Regions from separate parts of the Mus musculus genome. Here region 2 is linked to region 1. A link is a contact called in public promoter capture Hi-C data. All regions are on one chromosome and are shown on one strand. The core of a region is the stretch at or near the end of the contact, and the rest is flanking DNA. Distances in the headings are between cores, read along the strand shown.

Evidence for each region. Promoter capture Hi-C pulls out the DNA fragments that hold promoters and counts their contacts.
Region 2: a contact with region 1 is called in a promoter capture Hi-C map of erythroid cells, with 95 times the contacts expected there. The contact joins the promoter of Gab3 here to the promoter of Nsdhl in region 1. A contact is called at or near these places in 4 of 39 promoter capture datasets (the C10 cell line, the HPC-7 cell line, erythroid cells and 1 more), 1 of 115 datasets of contacts at active chromatin or transcription factors (astrocytes) and 1 of 9 other capture datasets (liver).

What each region holds. Positions count from the first base shown.
Region 1 is chrX:72,917,251-72,919,950 of GRCm38.p6, forward strand. Nsdhl (NAD(P) dependent steroid dehydrogenase-like) reads left to right here and starts at 1,271. Exons shown (of 8, transcript NM_010941.3): 1 at 1,271-1,443. It overlaps Cetn2 (centrin 2), which reads right to left and starts at 1,094. Exons shown (of 5, transcript NM_019405.6): 1 at 1,064-1,094. The coding sequence starts at 1,066.
Region 2 is chrX:75,083,491-75,086,190 of GRCm38.p6, forward strand. It overlaps Gab3 (growth factor receptor bound protein 2-associated protein 3), which reads right to left and starts at 1,415. Exons shown (of 10, transcript NM_181584.4): 1 at 1,178-1,415. The coding sequence starts at 1,249.

The sequences.
Region 1 (2,700 bases), core at 21-2,520:
CTTTCTCTCAACTTAAAACTATTTCAATTTATATATGTCAGTTTTTACTAAGTTATAAAAAAAGAAATTGGCAATAATGAGGTTATTTTCTAATATAACTGTAAATTTGTCTTAATGTGATGTCTCATATGACTAAATTCAACTATATTTCATTGGGGAGCCACCAAATAGAAGAGAGTTTTTGTTTTAAAATAGTATATTACCATTTTCCTCCTTGTTCTTGTATAGATCAACATAGAGCAAGTGAATATATGAATATGAATTTCTAGTGTTAACATAGCCTTCATGAGAAGACATAACTCTGACCTCCACTGTCTTAAAGTTTATACTACAGAAAGTTCATGCAATTGTACCATTAATCCATGTGTCACTTTAGGAGATTCAATTTCAGTCATTTTTAAATCTAAAAAAGCATCATCAAAAGCTCTTTGAGAAACCAATTACAGTTATGGATGATCAACTGTATATGATTTCCGTACTCTCGGTTTTAGAAATGTACTTAAAACATCTACTTGTGGTGCCAGTTCCCAAGAACTCTGCTCCTCCAATTACTTATGCCTAAATTTGGCTAAATGTAAACTTACTAAGATAAAAATTATGCCGGTACAAAGTGATAAAAATCAAACCATTTGCACCTGCGTGCTTTCTCACAGCCTCTCCTGAAAGCGTTTGCGACCATCAGAACACAGTAAACCTCTTAGCACCAATGCATAAACTTTAACTGGGTGGCCGCGGCCAGGAGGCCTGAGTTTGACTGAGGCGGAAGTCTAAGGGAAGCAATAGAATGGTCACCCTGCTGTTTCCTGAAAGCCAGCGGAGGTCCAGAGGCAGTTTGTGCGGGGGTGGCTGAAGGTGACTTGGGCGAGGAGGGGGTAGTGGGAAAGAGCAGGCAAGGCAAGCTGCTGGCGGCTGTACTTTCTCTTCTACCCTTCCGGCACACAGCTCCAAGGAAGAACTAGTGCGTCAACGCCAAGAACCGTGCAAGAAAGGTAGCAAGGCTGCACCGAGGCCTAGGAAAGGACCGGGGACGCCGCGTGGGGTCCACCGAATCCCTAGCACTTACCATCACCCAACGGACTCTGCCACCGGTTGTTAAGGCAACGGCGTACTCGCAGCCTCAGCGGCGTTCCCACTGCTCCACGCGCGCACAGCCCGCTTCCCATTGGTTTGGGAACGAAGAGGTGGGGCTAACCTGGCAAAACTCGCCCAAGAGCAAGAGGGCGGTGCGTCGGCAGCCAAAGACTAGCCTCATTGGGCAAAATCATGCTGTGAGCGTCAATTGGTTGCGCCAGAGCCAAGCTAGACCAATCAACATTATGAAGGAAGCTCTGCTGATTGTGGGCTCATATCTATCAGTAGAAAAGGGTGGCGGGTGTTCAGCCAGACTTCTCTGGTTGCCGGTTGTCTGCAAGCTGAGGTCGATCATTTGAGTGTCTAAACCGGGTAAGAGTTGCGGGCTTGCCCTTAGAGGCTGCTGCGTGTGGGTGACAGAGCCTGGAGGAAGTAGGAGGGAATGGGTGGGACCCATTTTAAAACCGAGTTGGGGGACACAGAACATCTGAGGGGCCAGCAAGATATGACCAAATGGTTTGGAGGGGTGACTGTGCCAGGAGAAGCTGAGACCTCGAAACTGGAGTGGGCATGCTGAGTATTGTGTCAGTGGTTCACAGGGCTGGGGCTTAGAAACCCAATCCACATGAGGCTTTGTCTTTACATTAGCTCTACAAGAGTCACTTTAGCTCTCAGGGGAATGGGCTGGGGACTTTTAGATCTTCAAAACTCATCAAAATGTGTCCTGTTAGACGTACAGACACTCAAGTCACATGGGAAGGAGCATTCCTGAATGAGACTCCCTTGAAAGCAAAGCCACAGGAGTTTTGGAAGTATGGAATGTAAAGAGAATTAAAGGGCAAAGTGCACAACGGGTTGGGGCTACCTGGAGCTGTGCCAGGAGTAATGAAGGCCCAGGGTCGAACACAGATTCTATGTTCTACGTCCCTCAAAGCAAAGAAAATCAGTTTAGGGACTTTAAGGGCACAGTATCAGTCTCTCAAACTGAGAAAGGCCTGAGACTTAACAGCTCCCCATAAATGTAATATAGGCCCTTTGCCCTCTTTCCTTTAAGCCAGGAACCGGCTTCAAAACTTTTGTGTCTTGTTTGGCTCCTTTGTTCACTGCAGCAACAATCCCCCATATCCAGCCTCTGAGTTCTCACAGTTCCGTCCTTGAATTGTCCTCTGTTTTCTCTGTTCCTCCTCAGCCCTTCCTCAGCAGTATGAGCTGGAGTTCTCACCATAATCTGCAAAGCCTGCCATGAAATTCCTCCTTCTCCCATCACACCCACACTGTTCCCCCTCTGGCTCACTCTCACCCAGGGCACTATTTTTGCGGCTGATACATTCCTTCACTGACCTTACCCAGTCCCATGAACTTTTTAAAATTTTTTAGTATTTTGATTAATTCTTTGAGAAAATTTCACAGGTAGATATAATTTTTTTGTTTTGAGATAGGGTCTCACTCTGTAATTCTGGCTGACCTGGCACTCACTATGTAAACCAGGATGCCCTCAAACTTCACAGGGATCCATCTGCCACTGCCTCCTGAGTGCTTAGATTAAAGGTATGCACCAGCAAGCCTAGTATTGGTCTTCAGCTATTGTCACCTTCTCTGTAAAGGTAATCACTCTCTTTACTTTGTACC
Region 2 (2,700 bases), core at 165-2,664, 2.2 Mb after region 1:
GAATGGGGTAAGGGACCACTGAGAAACTTCATATTCAGGAAAAGCTTCTGTTACAAATTTCAGAAATATCCATACATCATTGATATCTTCTTATAATTCCACCCCTGAATTTCTACATGATATGTGCTCTTTAATATGAAAAAAAAAAAAAGTACTGGCTGGTGAAATAAGGACCCCAGTTAGAAAGCTATAGACATAAGTACCAGGTAGAACCCCATTTGTGGTGGAATGCCTCAGCTGACTGCAAACCTGAACAGGGTAGTTCCCACCTGCATGCTTTGGTTTTGCAGAGAAATTAGAAATTATAAAGGACAAGGATCCATCAAGCTACTTCCAGTTCCACCAAACCCCAAGGGCAAGAAATCCTAATATCTGTATATACAACCCCCCGGGGACTAAAGTGATTCTTGTTAATGGCTAAAGACAGCTCAGTAACAATCGAGTCTTTAAGCAGAATATTTTTATGATCTTATCCTGAGAACACTAGATATAATGAACTTTTTGAGTTGTGTGCAACTTATTTAAATATGGTCATATGACGGGTAGAAAGATGTAGTTCTCCGGGGTTCCTTATTTCATAATAGGAAATGTCAATGGTTCCAGCTGTACTAGAAAAGCTCCATGTCATCATAAAGAATATGCTGAGAAGGGACATAATGAGAAAAGAGTTACACTGTGTGGTAGGCTCCCAACAAGAGTGTTCTATGATAGCTATGACAGTACTCATTACAAGAGGAATGCAGCAGCTTCACTGAGTGGCCCACACAAGTTTCCTCTTACTGTCCACGTCCCTGTCCCTCGCCCTGTTCTCGCTGTGAAATGGAACTCCAGTTGGAGACAGGGCACCCTTTAGAGAAGTCTCTCTGGTTGTTCCAGCATACAAGCTGGGTTGGGGGTTTCAGCTCCAACCCACCTCCATCTACCGCTGAGTGTGGCAGTATAGAGACACTGAACACAGCAGGCAAGAGGCACCAGGCCAGCCTGCTGCAGGACTCAGAACAGCTTGACGTGCGATTTCACTTTCCAACGTCCAATGGCCTCGCCTGCAGCTAGGGCTCTGGGAACAGTTATATTTGGCGCGCCTAGAGTCAGGGACTCCCCAGGGCCACACACGGCCACCCCACGAGCAGAGAACCGAGGGCACGAAGGCCAGGGTTGAGTCGGCACCCCTACTCACATAGCGCTGCAGCTTCCTCTCGGGAGGCGACTTGATGAGCCAGCCCATGCACACAGTGTCACCAGTGCTCATCCTGGCCGCCGCCGCCGCCGCAGCCGCTTCTGCTGCTGCTGCTGCTGCTGCTTCTTCTTCTTCTTCTTCTTCTTCTTCTTCTTCTTCTTCTTCTGCTGCTGCTGCTGCTGCTGCTGCTGCTGCTGCTGCTGCTGCTGCTGCTGCTGCTGCTTCCTCCAGCTGGGCTGGCCGCCTGCGACAGGAGGAAGTCTAGCCAGGGATGCCATGGGGCGTTCCTACCTACATAGCGCCGCCCCAAGTTGCTGAGCGACGCCCCCTCCTCGCCCTCCTCCCACCCCCAGGACTTGAGGAAGGGATGGACAGTAGTCGCTGTTCTTGAGTTTAGACTGCGGGGGGGGGGGGGGGGCGGAGGCGGGGGCGGGGGCGGGGCGGGGGTGGAATAAGCAGCAAAGATAAGAAAGCCTCTTCGAGCAATTGCTGTGCTGCAGGAGGCTCTGCTTCTGGAGACCCCAAGCAGGATGCTCTGCTGCTGTTTCCCAGGTGCCTAGATTGTTACCTTCATAGTTATAGCAGAGGGAGGAAGGAGCCTGCCACCCCTCCTCCCCCCAGGAAAACACTAGGTGACCTAATGGCAGCCAATGATCCTGTTGCTTTCATCACCATCCCTGAAGAGCTATGTCAAAAGGGTTGGTTTCCTTAGCTCAGACGCTGCAGAACAAAAATCTATGGCTCATATCTGTCATGTATATAGTTAACAGAGAAAGAAAGACTCCTCTTCCACTTCCCTGCTCCACTTGATTGTTTGCAAAGTAGTGTGATTTTTATGCCCCTCTTCCAAAGATCATTGTGTTCAATAATGAGCTTCCAGGGCAGAACTGTTTAAATGTTCTAATGAACAAAAATGATCTGAATTCAGCAGTAGTACTAGCTGCACCTTACTAAACTCTGGGGTTTTAAAAGGTAAATATAAGGTTGAGCCAGCTTGTATGCTGGGAACTCTAATAACAAAAATAAACTGATATTTATTGTGACTACTGAGTACCATATGCCAGCCATTGTCATAAGTGCTTCACAGCATCTACACAAACACCCTATAAGCTATATTGTTGAGTCAGTTTTGCCCATGCATAAGACAAGAAACAGAACAATACTGCCCCCTATATAGAGCACACACGTAGGAAGTTACCAATAGCAGAGTTAGTTGTCTGTCTCAAGAATTAGCCCCTGGGCTGGAGAGGTGGCTCAGCAGTTAAGAGCACTGACTACCCTTTCAAAGGTCCTGAGTTCAAATCCCAGGAACCACATGGTGGTTCACAATCATCTGTAATGAGATCTGATGCCCTCATCTGGGGTGTCTGAACACAGCTATAGTGTACTTATAGTAATATAATTAATGTTAATATAATAATTAACATATAACAATATATTAATCAATATATTATTATATTAATTAATTGTGTGTGTTAATTAATATACATTAATATATAACATATGATGATAAATAAATCTTT